Regions from separate parts of the Rattus norvegicus genome. Here region 2 is linked to region 1. Evidence: chromatin contacts called from public Hi-C data. All regions are on one chromosome and are shown on one strand. Each heading gives the region's core, a stretch centred on a gene start, on an enhancer-like site or on the middle of the called end of the contact. The rest is flanking DNA. Distances are from core to core; before and after follow the strand shown. Region 1 holds the start of C2h1orf52 (similar to human chromosome 1 open reading frame 52). Region 2 overlaps Mcoln2 (mucolipin TRP cation channel 2).

Region 1 (7,328 bases), core at 3,008-5,507:
AGGAGCCAGCCTTGACTGCATGCTTGGTTCAAGGCCAGTCTGGGCTGCATGAGACCCTTCCTCAAACAAGTTGTAGTTGTCTTGTAACTAACCCTGAATCCGAGAAGTTATAGGCAGGAGAGGCGTCCATGTCTGATCCCGTCCTCATTTGCGTCTGCGTGTTCTGTTGTAGGCCTGAAGTGCAGTAGCTGTGAGCCCTTCGCAGCTGGAGCCACCAACAACCTTTCTAGGTCCAATTCTGATGAGAGCAACTTCTCCGAGAAACAGAGACCATCCACGGTCATCTACCATCCAGAGGGAGAGTCGAGCACTGCTCCCTTCTTCTCTACCGAGTCATCCCTGAATCTGCCGGTCCTGGAAGTTGGCAGGCTGGAAAACAGCAGCTTCTCTTCAGCCTCGCTTCCTCGGCCTGGGGACCCTGGGGCCCCCCCTTTGCCCCCAGACCTGCGGTTAGAAGAGGGGGGGAGTTGTGGAAACTCAAGTGAGATGTTTCTCCCCTTACGGTCACGGGCTCTTTCACGGCAGTGACAGGTCACTGCGAGTTGTTCTAATAGTGGTGCAAATGGTGTGGTGGATATCATCTTTTTATAAATCACGGGATGCGAGTCTTAAATCACAGGTGCACATAACATTCTCTGTAAATAGGATTGGAAGTGTAATGGAGCACACTCTAGGGGCAGCTTGGTGTAAATCATGGTGGTCGTGTACTTTTCAGCATTGTCCTTTTTTATTATTTTAAGTGTTTTGGTATTTTGAACTTTTTTATAAGACTAATTTTATCAAAATATTTCTCAATTTGAGAAAACAACTTGTGGACCGAAAACCCTACAAGTTTTCCGCCTGGTTGTGTTTCCTGGTGATCTGACAGTACATTTTAGCAGTAAGCTGTTCTGACTTTCAGGAAAGCCAGACATGGGGAGAGCTGCTGACACACCCTCAGGAGAATGTCCCACTCCGTGCTTCTGAGAAGCCGTCAGGTTCTGAGGAAACACCTGATGGCGTTGAGCCTTGTGATCTCAGTTGGCCAGAATTTGTTGTATACCTTGCCAGTATGATTGTCTTTGCCTTTTACAGACCTTGTGTCCTCAGTCTTGGCCTGAAGAATGTTATCCCGGCAGGGCGCTCCTTGTAATTAATTGGTAACACTTGTAATTAGCTAAAGTCCTTGCTCTGAGCCTTTCCTTCTCTGCCGATGAGCACTGCCATGTGGAGTTACTGTATTACAAAGTTGGCTAACTTTACACATTTAAAAAGTGCTGATTATTTTCTTTTAAATTATACCTATTTCTGACATCTAACTCCTATATATTTCTATTATTTAAAAATTAAGAAATGAAAAGTTTCTATTAACAATAAAAGTTTTTTTAATGTAATGATGTGTCAGAGTCAGAAATTCAAAATGTCTTGATTTTTAAATGTCAAACCCTTTATATATATACATATATACATACTAGTTTTTAAATAGAAGACAGTATTTCAGAATCAAATGTGGTGGCACATGCTTGTGATTCTACACGTAGGAACTAGAAGACAAGAGTATCACACACTTAGGACCTAGAAGACAGAATGTCCTGAGTTTGAGGCCGGCCTTGGTTATGGAGTGAGTTCCAGGTTGGCCAGTGTCTTAGGGTTTTACTGCTTTGAACAGACACCATGACTAAGGCAGCTCTTAAAGGACAGCATTTAATTGGAGCTCACTTACAGATTCAGAGGCTCAGTCCATTATCAAGACTAGCATGGCAGGCCTGGTGCAAGAGGAACTGAGAGGTCTACATCTTCATCTGAAGGCTGCTAGGAGAAGACTGGGTTCCAGGCAGCTAGGGTGAGGGTCTTAAGCCCACACCCACAGTGACACACCTACCCCAACAGGGCCACACATCCTAGTAGTGCCAGTCCCTGGGCCAAGCATCCACAAACCTGCACAGCCAGAGTTCATAGTCATCATGTCTGTCTCTAAAGGTGGGATGGAGGAAAAGGGAGAAAGGGGAGTGTAAGGCAAGGGACTAGCTTGACTTGGTAGCATATAATTTGTTACCAAGTTAGTGGACTCAGTAGTTAAAAAGTTATTTTTCAGAAATACCAGATTAACACGGTATAAAAATTATATTCCACACTCACTTTTTTATTGCCTTTAAAAATAAAACATTCTTTTTGTACAGTTGTAGGCTTAACAGAAAAAGTAAGCATGAGTAAAGACCCATCATTACTGTGTCCCATGCTTCTTATATTAATGTGATAACTTGTATAGATTATGAACCAATATTAATTGTTGTTAACCAGAGTCTATATTGGGGTCCTCCATTATATAACTTGAAAGGTTTTAGAAGTGTATAATGTTACATATTAACCCCCAAAAATGGTTTATTTTCACTGCCTAAAAATAGTCTTTCCTGGTGTGTCTGTTCAGCCTCCCTTCCCACCCAACCCTAGCAGCTCTCTTCTAGACCTTATCTAGAATGTCTTGTTGGGGCGTGAAGACCGAGGCCCCCTCAGGCTGTGTCTGAGAGTTCCTCTCTGAAGAGGCTCATCCTTAGCGTAGGACTGCAAAGTGAAACGGGCCAGGGTAGTGGCCGTTAGGAAGTTTGGTTTTACTTTCACTTGTTTTAATGAATAACTATGCACCCGCATGTGGCGGGTGGGTGTAGTATATGTGTGAGTTCATGTTAGTGGTGTATTATGTTTGGAGTCCTGAGGCCGATGTCTGTCGGTTGCTCTCTGTCTTACTGTTTGAGACTGACTTTCTCAGCCTTCAGTTCACCATTTGACTAGACTGGCAGTTCCTGGGATCCCCCTGGCTCTGCTCCCCCAAGCCCTAGGGTTACAGATGGACCACTACACCCAGCTTTTATATGGGTGTTGGGTACCCAAACTCGGTGGTCCTATGTGTGCAGCAGGCACCTTACTGACAGAGCCACCTCGCAACCCTTGGCAATCAACTTTTCGAGTTTAAATTTTAAAAGCTCGAGGTTTTTATCTCATCTAAGAGACTTCTGCCACCCCAACTCCTCTCAAATTTTCTGGAAATCGCGTCGTTTTTACTTGTCCTTGTTGCTTCATTATGGTTTGTTTTTGAGAGAGCCTCACAGTAAGTTGGGGTGTCCTCAAACTCACTATATAAACAAGCATGGCCGTGGATGTCCAATCCTTGTGCATTCACCCCCATTTCCCCAGGGCTGAGATTACAGATACCACCACCATACCCGGTTTATATGGGTGCTAGGGATGCAGCCAGAAGCTCTGGATGTGGAATCATCTAGACCACTCCTTGTCCCTCTTCCCTTCATTGGTCTGATGCTGTTTTCATTGCTGTAGTAAACTGTAACTGTAGATATGGTTATTCAGCTGTCAGGGGATTCTATAATTCAGTCACGTCATCAGGCCCGACGAGGATGGGTGAGGGAAACCTGAATTTGCTGATGGTATCAGAACTGAGGATGACTTAGGTAACCCTAGGACTTTGTACTTTGGGAACAATTTTATCTCTGTCAAGTCTAGGTACTTGGATAGAAGGAACTTTTTCTAGAAACACACAGCCCTATTATCTCAGAAATTATAATCCAGTGATACTCATTGATGTAGCCTGCGGGTGGCCACCAGAATAAATACTAGGAATATAAACATGAACAAGGCAATCTAGCCCCTTCCATTACCAAACTTACAGTACTGTTCTGTAGAGTTTAGGAGATAAGAATTAGACCAAATGGCAAGGTATTAATGACTGTGTTCTGACCAGGCATTCTTAACTGGGATCTAAATATTTACAGTGATACCAACTTGGGGGGCGGGGCATCATTACCGCATTGGCCTCTGGTTTATACAATCCTCCAGCCTCATCCTCCTAAGTGCTGGGGTTAGAAGTGTGCACCCCCAGCCCCTGCTTGTTTGTTCTTACTGTTTTATACAGTGTCTCCTGCATAGTACTAGCCGTTAAGGAGGGCCTTACATGCGCCTTGCTGGCCCTCACATTGTCAATAGCCCACCCTCCTCAACCTAGGATTATAGGTATGCATCACCGTGTTTGGCTTTTCTGTGCTTTAAATTACAAGCCCAGAGTCACTGGTTTCCCTCCAGGTATCCTAAGGCTCCCACGCTTTTTCCCAGGGATCCCTAGGAAAAAGCAGATACCTTGCTGGAGGTTTGTGGAATCCCTGCCTCCTGGCTCTTTCCACTCTCCCCAAGAGTAGCCGCGCGGCTCTGTCGCTAGGGGGCGCAAACCGATCACTTCCCAGCCTAGGGGGCGGAACCAGTCGTGGCTTCCGGCTTCCGGCTTCCGGCCGAGAGGGTGGGAACCCGCAGCCGTCATGGCAGCTGAAGAGAAGGACCCGTTGAGCTATTTCGCGGCTTACGGGAGCAGCAGCTCCGACTCGTCGGACGAGGAGAACAGCGAGCCGGAAGACGCGGGTCGCAAGGAGGCGGCCCCGGCTCCGACGACGGGCGGCCGCGGGAAGCAGGCGGAGAAGCGGCTGCCCGGCCCCGACGAGCTATTCCGCAGCGTGACCCGCCCGGCCTTCCTCTACAACCCGCTCAACAAGCAGATCGACTGGGAGCGGCATGTGGTGAAGGCGCCGGAGGAGGTGAGGTCCCCGGCTCCGCGGCCGCCCCGGGGCCCGACGTCCGCCCCCCACACGCACTCAGCCCGCGGCATGCCGCGCGTCCCCACGGCCCCGGGAGCCCGGGGGGTGTCAGCCCGGGCCCGCCCCTCCGCGCTCGGGGCCCCCAGCCGGGCGACGACTAACGGTGGTGACTCCCCGCCCCCCGCTGCAGCTTCTCCCCGAGACCCCTTCCCTTTGACGCCGAAGTGCCTGCGCTGCTGCCTCCAAGACAGTGTCTCTGCTGCAGCCTCCTGAAGGGGTCAGCCTGGCCGTAGTATCTGAGACTGGATTCTTCTTTGGTAACTAAAAGTTATTAGCTTTATTTGTTCAGGGAACCCTTTGACTTTTCACCTAACAGTGTTGTGATGTTGATGAGAAAAAAAAGTGTCTTTTAAGCCTAAAGAATTAAAAAAAAAAAAAAGTCAGCCAGAAAGATGAGCAGACGGCAGGGAGGTGCATGCGCTCGTATCCACCGCGGGACCCTCGGTTCGTCACAGGGCTTCTTAATGTGCTTACTTAACAGCCTCCAAAGGAATTCAAAATCTGGAAGTCCAACTGCGTGCCGCCCCCAGAGACCTACACTGCTGAGAAGAAGCCGCCGCCGCCAGAGCTGGACATGGCGATAAAATGGTCGAACATCTATGAAGACAATGGTGATGATGCCCCACAGAATGCTAAGAAAGCCAGGCTTCTGCCGGAAGGGGAGGAGACGGTGGAATCAGGTAAGAAGAGTGCGTTTTAAGATTTTAGCCCTTGGTGCTTCTCAGAAAGAAGAAAATACTCCTTGAAAAAGTTTAGAGCCTAGTGAATTGGAAGATTTGTCCAGAGTGGTTTTTGGATACTAACAAGAAATTACTTGGATCATTTGAGTTTTTTGTTTTATTTTGTGCGAGACAAGGTCTATGTAACCTGGATGTTCTGGAACTCATATGGTAGACCAGTCTCTTGAGTGAGGCCAGCCTGTCTGTGCCTCAGTACCTCAGTGCTAGGACTGAAGGCATGTGCCAGCACCCCCATTTTCTGCTCCATTTATAAGTATTCTGCCCGAAAGTAGTCTCAGGTTATATGGGCTTATGATGCCTTATTAGAGCAGAGGTGTTAGCTCACGGGTTCTTGTACCTGCATTTGTGACACGCTGAGTGAAGGCTTTGTTCGTGTCTGTTCATGCACTTGTGCTTCAGAGCTAAAATCAGGGTTGCAGAGTGCAGTCAGCTGTTGGGAGGAACGGTCCTGGAGTAGTGGCTTGGTTTCCTTGCCTTGTTGGTAATGTCGGTTATCTCTCGCCTAGACGGTCACAGTAATCCCTGCCTGCAAACCCTTCAGTCCCCACCTGCAGCGGTGAGCTGCTGCAGCTCATATCTGATAGGAGAACTGACTGGCCCGAACCTGCACAGACTAAGAGCTGGAGAATTGTGTGACCCGCTCAGTCCCCCTCAGCACCATCATTTTAAAGGGCTCGAGTGGACCACACACACACACTTGGTTTTAGTGTGCACCTTAGTCTGGACTGAATGCTTTAAACTCTTGGCTGGTAGAGCCATTCATCTCACAGAAAGCAAAGTGAGAAGATGTCCAGCATTTACTTTCCTCTACCTGGATGTGCTGGTGGTGCTGCTCAGTTGTGTGTGGTTACTTTTTCACAATCAGGCAGCAAGCTGTGATCCAGCCCTGTATGTGCCCTAAGTTACTAGTACATTGTGAGCGCTCAGAGGATGACTGTTAGAGTGAGCTTGGTGGTATTTTTGTTAACAGATTTCTGATCTTCCAATACGGGGTCCATCCTTACAGAGAGATGTTTAAGAGAAGGGGTGTTTTGATCTGTTTAGCAAGGCATCATCTTACATAGCTGAAGACCTGGAACCCCTGCTGCCCCTGCCTTTACCCCCCTCCTCCCACGCCCCAGCACTGGGGCTATAGGTGTATAGGTGTCCAGGTTTTCAGTTGGTGGTGGTGGTGGTTGGTTTTTTTGTTTGTTTGTTTGTTTGTGTTTATCTTAAAATTTTTAGTAATTATTAAATGGTACTTTGATTAAGAGATATTTTTGAGTAAAATAATCCTTACAGAGTCCTACAAAATTAGAATGAGTAAATGTAGAAATGAGAGCTAAAGACTTCTCCAAGGTTGTAGTAAGTACTTTTTATTAATATCATTAGCAAGCTGACACAGTAGTGACTCGTAGTTGTCTCTCACTGTCTCGCAGATGAGAACACAGTCTGGCATGAATGAATTCAGCCAAGTTCACACCGTTGGGAACTGACAAAGTAGGACTCCAAGGTCAACCTTGAAATAGGATTTGTGTCTTGTTAGCTGAAGTTTGCTGCCTTGTTTTCACCGTTTAGGAGATAATCATTCTTCTCAGGGACCAGAATTGATACCCAGGGTGCCATAGTCTAGTGCTCTTAATGTCCCTGTCCCTTTAGAATAAAGACCAGGAATTATATGCAAGTAAGCAAGAATCCTCTGTTTTTAACTTTTGGGTTCAATTACCAGAAATTCAAATAAATGGCAAATAGTGCCCACATTGCTATAGCTAATTCTATCCTTTTGATTAGAAAGTGAGTGTCAGCAATAGGAAAAAAGGAAAGGAAGGTTTTTCTAGTGTAAAGCCACATCGTAGGACTCAAAGGTCGTCCTGAGGCTGAGGATGTAGCACAGTCAAAGTGCTTTCCTCACAGATAAAAGTGTCGATGCTTACAGTCCAGATCCTGGGGAGGCAGAAGGGACAGGAGAATCTCT
Region 2 (7,328 bases), core at 1,407-3,906, 230 kb after region 1:
CGTAGAGATCCAGAGAACCCATTGGTAGCCAGCTTGCTCTAGGTCCAGACCTCTCCACACCAGAGACAGCACAGCAGATGAAGACATAGCATGGGCTTCACACCAGTCTCCGTCTCCATGGCCTTGCCAATGCTTGCCTCTGGATCTCCTCCTCCTTGTCCTGTGAAGCAATGACACGGGGCCACACAGTTCAGAGGTTAATCTATATGGAGGGCTCTGTAGCCCTGCCTGGCCTAGAACTTGCTATGTGAGCCAAGACAAGGCTAACCTTGAACTCACAGAGCTCCTCTCACGGATGCTTCCAACCATGCTCTGGGGAGCACTGCAACTTAAAGGGGAAGACCAGCCTCTGCTGTGCATTTTTATTTAATCACGACCGCAGCTAGGGACATGCACAGGTGACATGTCCTTCTCAGAGCATCGTAGCAGGAGGCACCTGACGCCTGCTTCCTCTCCAGACTGGCCATGTTGACATGGTCCTTGGATGAAGGTGGTCACCTGGAGGGTGACCGTGCTCCACGTCGTAATTAGTTGATATTTCCTGGCTGCCGTTTTGAGACGTTCATAGGGTCCTTCTCACCCAATGGCTGCTGGACTCATGTCAGCACCAGACTCCGGCCAGGAGTGACCGTTCCCTGTCTGTCCATTGCTCTAGACTGCACTCACCTGGACCTCCAGGTGCTCACCAAGGACCCCGAGGACTGGGCACAGGCATCGTTCTTCAGGCTGGATTTTCATCGGTAAACACAGCATCGAGTCTCAATACCCAGGAGAGGAGGCCTGGGTGGAGGGGCATGGAGACAAGGAGAGCGACGCTGACTGTTATCCCTTTTCCTGTATTTTATTTTATTTAGGCTCGTACAAGTGGATATCTCTTTTGCCCTCAAAGGAATTGACCTACAGGCAGTTCACTCCCGAGAGGTACCAGACTGTTACCTCTTTCAGAATACGGCAAGTGTCTGTTTGATGTCAGCCTCTGTTCTGTTCCCTCTGGCTTTTGTAGAAGAGGATAAGCCTACTGACATTAGATGTTACTGTGCTGGAACCGCTTCAGTGATGGTGTGGTGCCTGACGGAGAGACTGTTTCCTGTGAGGTTGGAGCCAGTCCTTTCCAACTCTCTAAAACCCTACTCCTGGGCTGGGAAGGTGGCTTGATACGGAAAGCGTGGGGATCTGAGTTCAAATCCCCAGCACCCACAGAAAACCTTCACCTTTTACACTATAGTTTTTAATCATTAAAAGAAAATTATAAACAAATCCTCCCGGTTAGCTTCAGCTGTCAGCCTGACACAGCCCATGGCGTCCTGAGGGTGTGCTCACTGAAGGATTACCCAGATCAGACTGGCTGGTGAGCATCTCAGTGGGGCACTTTCTGGGCTGCTCACTGATGCAGGAGAGGCCCTGCTCTCCGTGGACAGGTCCTGGGCTAGACCAGGAAGCAGGTTGAATGTAGCAAGCCAGTGAGCAGACTTCCTCCGTGGCATGTTCTACAGTTCCTTCTGTGACTTTCTTTTCAGGGCTGGGGTATGACCTGGAATTATAACCCCTTTCCTCCCCAAGCTGCTTAAGGCCAGCGTTTCACCATAGCAAGAGCAGCTGGACCAGAACCCTCATGCAGAGGGATTCTCATCCCTGCAGTCTCTGTGTCAGAATTCCATCTGGGTGCTGCTGACTCCCGACAACTCCCACCCGACCCCTGCCTCGCTGGACTGTAACCTCTCCGTTTCTGTCTCTAGATTACCTTCGACAACACGGCCCACAGTGGAAAAATCAAAATCTACTTTAACAGCGAGGCCAACATAGAAGAATGTAAACACATGAACTTATCTGGGTCTCGTAAGTGTGCCGTTCAGTCTGTCCTTCGTGGGTTGGAGGAAGTTTGGGGGACTTAGAGAACCCATGTGGTTGGTATGGAAGGCAGTGGGGGAGAAGTTTCAGAAACACAGCTCAAACGCCAGGCCAAGTCAGCAAGTGTTTATCGCTTCTTGAGTCGGTGGTTTGGGCGTTTGATCCTTGCAGCCGGATGGCCTGAGCTTGCATTCTGGTTCTGTGCGTCATGGCTGGAGGCTTGGACCTATTGCCTGGCCTCTCTGTCTCAGAGTTTTCCTCTGCAAAGCAAGAGCAATGGCTGTATCTATTGAGGGTGTTGGTGCTGAGTGCTGGGAACAGAAGTCATCAGAGTTGCTTGTCTCTGATGACTGTGAGAAGGGAAAGCCTTAGCGAGGTAGACCCATGTGACCAGATCTCTGGTGTGCTATGAGTAGGGATAGCTGAGGAGGTATGGAAGGCCTCAGCAAGAAGGGAAATGAGTGAATTTGACCAGGGCTCAGTGGAGTCATGAAATGACCCTTGGAGGAGGTGTGCTCTGAGCAAAGCCTCGGACCAAGCAGAAGAGTCAAGTCCCCAGGGTGAACCTGAATAAACATGGGGACATCTCGGTCACCTTATGGTCCACATATTTAAATAACCTTGTTGGGTTGGGTCTGGCATCACATACCTGTAATCTCAGCTATGCAGGAAGACACACGGAGAATTTCGAGTTCAGGGCCAGCCTAAGCCAAAAGAGGAGCGTAAGATATGTGGATCCCGTTTTGATTATTAGTGGTCAGGGCAGTGTCACTGAAGAATGCTGGGCATGGTGAACTGGCGAGCTCCATTAAAATGAACTCACTAGGACCACATGACCAGAAAGACAAAACATGAGTCATGTGATTTTTTTTTTTTTTTGGTTCTTTTTTTCGGAGCTGGGGACTGAACCCAGGGCCTTGCGCTTCCTAGGTAAGCGCTCTACCACTGAGCTAAATCCCCACCCCCCCGAGTCATGTGATTTTTACTCCATGGTGGCTTATTCCTTTTCAGCTGTACAATGGCTGATGATCTTGAAGTTCTCTTTTTCTTTTCTAGCTTTGGGCTCAGTCATTCCTCTTAAGGAAGCACGCTAAAATGGATTTTCTACTTCACAGCAGATAACTCAAAGAGCAGCACCAACATTGTAACCCTCACGTTCAAGCAAAGGTTGAAGCTATATGTTTGGAGAGGGCAGTAGCCTTTGCCATATATAAACTGTGATTTACAATAGTCACCATGAGGATCAAAGTGAACCACAGAGCTCCCGGGACAATGATTCCCTCCACACACCCCACAATACGGATGCACAGAACAGAAGAACTCTTGCTCCCCCGTGTGGCCAACAGAGAGAAGCACATGCCACACAGACCTAAAATGTGTGATTCCTAAGGCCGTGTCTTAGAAACTCGACCTCATCACTAGGAAAACATACATTTAAAATAGAGCGAGGGGTTGTGAAGTTACTAAAAATCTAACTAATCTAAAATCAGTTTAGGAGATGGGTTATGCCACCCCTTCCATTGGAAGCTGTGTGGTGGATTGAGAGATCTGCCTATGAGACGAAGTCAGGCGACATCTAGTGGGCTCTGGTCGCTGTTTCCCAAGTATTCTGATGTTCTACTCACCCACCCAGCTTCCCGGCGGCTGCTTGCTTCCTCTTGGCACTATCCACAGTTATCCACATTTCCTCAAAACGAAAACAGGCAATGTCCAGGTTCGGCCACACCTCACCTGCTTCCTGAGGGGCATTCTGATCTCCAGAACTTATATCTTATATGCTATAGTTTATAGCCAGGCACATGAGGCTTTAGAAGGTGGACAGGGCTGTGGTGATGGGGTGTAATGGTGTTTATTTACTGCAGGACTGAGAGTTAGTAAGATCGGATAGCACTGAGTCAGAGTCCCTCAGGCAGATAGTGGTAGAGTGTCTATAAGCATCAGGTATCTGGGAGGGTGTAGTGAGTGGGTGTGGACTGTCCCTAGTCAGAGTGGCTGGGAATAACTCTGACCCAGTGTTTTCCAAACTCAGGTTTGGGAGATGTTTCTGCAAGGCAAGATGTCTTCAGTGGGGTTAAGAAATCAATGGCTTCTGGATGTTGCCAGCACGTGGGAAGCTGAGGCAGGAGCATTCTCACTAGTTTGCATTCAGCATAGGTTATTGTGTTAGTTGCTTGTCTGTTGCTGCCATCAAACACCATGACCAAGGCGACTTAGGAAAGGAGGAGTTTACTGGGGCTTATGGGATGAGAGTCCATCGTGACAGACAGGTGTGGAGTACACCACAGACATGGAGAACTAAGCTGAGGGCTCACACCTTAACGTACAACCAGGAAGCAGAGAGAGGAGGAGTGGGGGCGAGAAGGCAGTGGAGGGAAAGGAGGGAGGCCGTGAAATGGTATCACCTGGGCAAGTCGCAGCCATTTCCAAAGCATTTCAGAGGCTCAGCAGCTGCAGAATCAAAGGCCTTCTTCACCGGGAATGCATGAGATCGGGTGGTGGACAGTCAGACCCGGGAGGAGGAGGGACCTACCACACACACAGATTCAGTAAGGCAAGAACCACCATGTTCGGTTGGATGCCCGTCTGTGACCCCCGCCAGACTCCAACACAAAGTTCTGACTAATGGTCACACAGATGGGTCACAAACCAGACCATGAATCTGAGAAGGGGATTAGGTATTGATGAGAAGGAGAAGGAGCCAAGAGGACAGGGCACGGAGGCCAGAATACATTATACAAACGTATAAAACTGCCAAGCAACAGAATTGATCAATAAAAAAGAAAGGGGTTGGGGATTTAGCTCAGTGGTAGAGCGCTTGCCTAGGAAGCATAAGGCCCTGGGTTCGGTCCCCAGCTCCGAAAAAAAGAACCAAAAAATAAATAAATAAATAAATAAATAAAATAAAATAAAAAAGAAAAATTGGAAACTTGACCCCCAAAACAAATAATTTGAAGTACTATTCTGGCCAAGTACAGTTGTGTGTGGCTTGTGGACGGTCCCCCAGGCAGGGATGAGGGAGGCCGGTGTGGTGACAGTGTGGCTGGGGAGACCAGCACCAGGGGCGTGGACCATGCAGTCTGTGAGCAGCTACACTTACAGATCTGTCCCTCTCTGTCACACTCTCCTGCCACTGTGCATTCCAAAGGAAACACGCGACTCTACTCACTCACTCGTCCCCAGAGTTCCTTTCTTGGTGCTGACGTGTAGGAAAACCATGTCAGACTGGTGCTCTGGTGGGACAGTGGGCCCTGAAGCTGAGGGGCTTCTCAGTGTGGCATTTAAATTTGCTCTCTTATTAATAAGGGAAACTCGTTTTCCGTGCCGTTGTGTGAAGCGACGCAGGCCACAGTGGCCTCTTCTGAGTGGAGCCCAAACGGATTGCATTCTGTTGAATTCTGTTCTGCAGTAAATATTTATAAAGAACTGAAGTGCACTGATTAACACTGCCTACATTTGTAAGTGCGTGGCTCTTCCCCTCAGGGTGTGTCAGCTTGTCCGTGGACGTCTGAATGAGTGCAGTATGATACTGCTTCTCGTAGCTATCCTTTCAACAAGGGAAAAGCGGCTTTCCTTTGAATTTCCCTTCGGACTGCCATCTGCTGAAAAGATTATTCTGCACAACTTGTGCAAGATGTTATTTAACTTTATTTGCATCCTGCCTTGCTCTGCAGTTCAGAGAAGCACCCGCTACGTCCTGGTGTTTGATGTGTTTGTCATTGCGATCTGCCTGGCATCCCTTATCCTGTGCACAAGATCCATTGTTCTTGCTCTGAGGCTGAGGAAGGTAAGAAGGGCTCCTCCCTTTCTCCCTCCACTCAGTCTACAGCCCGCATTAGTCTGAATCATGGGAACCATGGATCCTGGGCTATGCCTTCCTTTCTTACTTTTCTTTACTACCCTGAGGCACAGGAAGTAAGAAGAGGCCGTGGGGACTAGTGTGACAGGCAAGCTTGCTATGCAAACATGGGGGTCTGAGTTTGAGTCCCAGCACCCACAGAAAAGAGCTGGACAGGGCTGTGAGTGGCTCTGGGGAGATGGAACGGTAGAGTCCTTGGGGCTCACTGGCCAGTCAGTCTGGCAAAATCCAGGTTCACTGAGAGACATTGTTAAAAACAAACAAACAAACAAACAAACAAACAAACAAACAAAGGTGGAGAGTGGTTGAAGAAGACACCTGGCTTCTACATCTGACCTCCACATATATGTACACATACATGTGCACACATAATACATGTGCATATGAACATACATGCACATATACACACATCCAATTCTTTTTAAGATTTATTATTTATTTATATGAGCACATTGCAGCTGTCTTCAGACACACCAGAAGAGGGCATCAGATCCCATTACAGATGGTTGTGAGCCACCATGTGGTTGCTGGGATTTGAACTCAGGACCTCTAGAAGAGCAGTCAGTGTTCTTAACCGCTGAGCCATCTCTCCAGCCCCTCACAGACAATCTTTAAGAAGGAAAAAGTTTTAGTCATTTTACGAGGGTCAGATAATCATTCTGCTTAAAATTGAGCTAACAAGTACAGGTTTTGTGGTGATCTCTCAAGCATTTAGAAGCTCTCAGAAGAAAAATTTTATTACAGGGATGATCCTAAGAGCACGGGTGGGTTCCATCTTTTGTCTTCAAGTCCAAATTCACTTTGACAAGGAGTGAGCTATAATGAAATACAAAATAATTAGATTTGATTTCTTAACTAGTTTAATTGTAACAAAGCATGTTTTCTCAGGAGAACTTACTGACTTCAGCTTACCTGTGTGTTACTCTGGCCTGAGGTCAGAGGTTCCCACTGGGGTTAGGGAAACGGGAAGACCCTGAAATCTGATCTTCAGAGCAGGAAACAGCCCGTGTTCTCTTTTCTTAGATCTTGATTTCCACTTTGGTTTCAAATTATTTCTTTGAGATTTATTTACTTTCATTTTATGTCTGAGTGTTTTGCACACATGCGCGTCTGTGCACCATGTGCATCCAGGGCCCCCAGAGGCCAGGAAAGGGCATCAGATCTCCTGAAACTGGAGCTACAGTTTCGAGCTGCCACGTGGGTGCTGGGAATCGAACCCAGGTCTTCTGGAAGAACAGCCAGCGCTCTTAAACTGCCAGACTTTCACTTTGTAAACATCTACTTCATATCTGCCTTCCAACCCTCTGGATATTCTGAATCCAAGGTTGAGGTCCCTCCCTGCCAAGTTCAGGGACAGCACTGGGGGGACACATTGTCCTCATCTGGACCCCAGGAGGATCCTAGTTCAACGAGATGTCATCAGTCAGCTCTATGAGGGTATCATTTGCAGTATTTGGAACACACTCTGGGATATCGCTGTTGGAGGGGCAGTGGATGTGCTTGGTGTTTGGGTTAATCTAGCAGATGCTCAAATGCTTGCTTACACGGGAGTTGACAGCACAGTTTAGTCTGTGGCACTGTCTCCCTGCGAGGTAGGTCTGCCATCTTGTTCGCTCTTGCCTTC

What was found. A called contact is a pair of places that touch in the nucleus more often than the background predicts.
Region 2: a Hi-C map of the A7r5 cell line shows a contact between it and region 1, with 4 times the contacts expected there. The contact joins the enhancer-like site here to the promoter of C2h1orf52 in region 1. A contact is called at or near these places in 12 of 12 Hi-C or Micro-C datasets (the A7r5 cell line, the Rat2 cell line, Schwann cells and 7 more) and 1 of 1 datasets of contacts at active chromatin or transcription factors (oligodendrocytes).

The regions. Positions count from the first base shown.
Region 1 is chr2:237,509,454-237,516,781 of GRCr8, forward strand. C2h1orf52 (similar to human chromosome 1 open reading frame 52) reads left to right here and starts at 4,258. Exons shown (of 3, transcript NM_001395135.1): 1 at 4,258-4,574; 2 at 5,116-5,314. The coding sequence starts at 4,302. Bcl10 (BCL10, immune signaling adaptor) reads left to right here. Exons shown (of 3, transcript NM_031328.2): 3 at 173-1,368. The coding sequence ends at 528.
Region 2 is chr2:237,742,160-237,749,487 of GRCr8, forward strand. It overlaps Mcoln2 (mucolipin TRP cation channel 2), which reads left to right. Exons shown (of 14, transcript NM_001039005.1): 5 at 656-740; 6 at 855-951; 7 at 1,737-1,836; 8 at 5,520-5,632. Among named protein-coding and RNA genes, the nearest start is that of Mcoln2, 32 kb to the left of the region's middle. Within about 2 kb of position 2,657, at least 2 of the 93 cell types and tissues checked have an H3K27ac peak or open chromatin away from gene starts, as enhancers often do. A contact at or near this core is called in the A7r5 cell line, where this site is marked.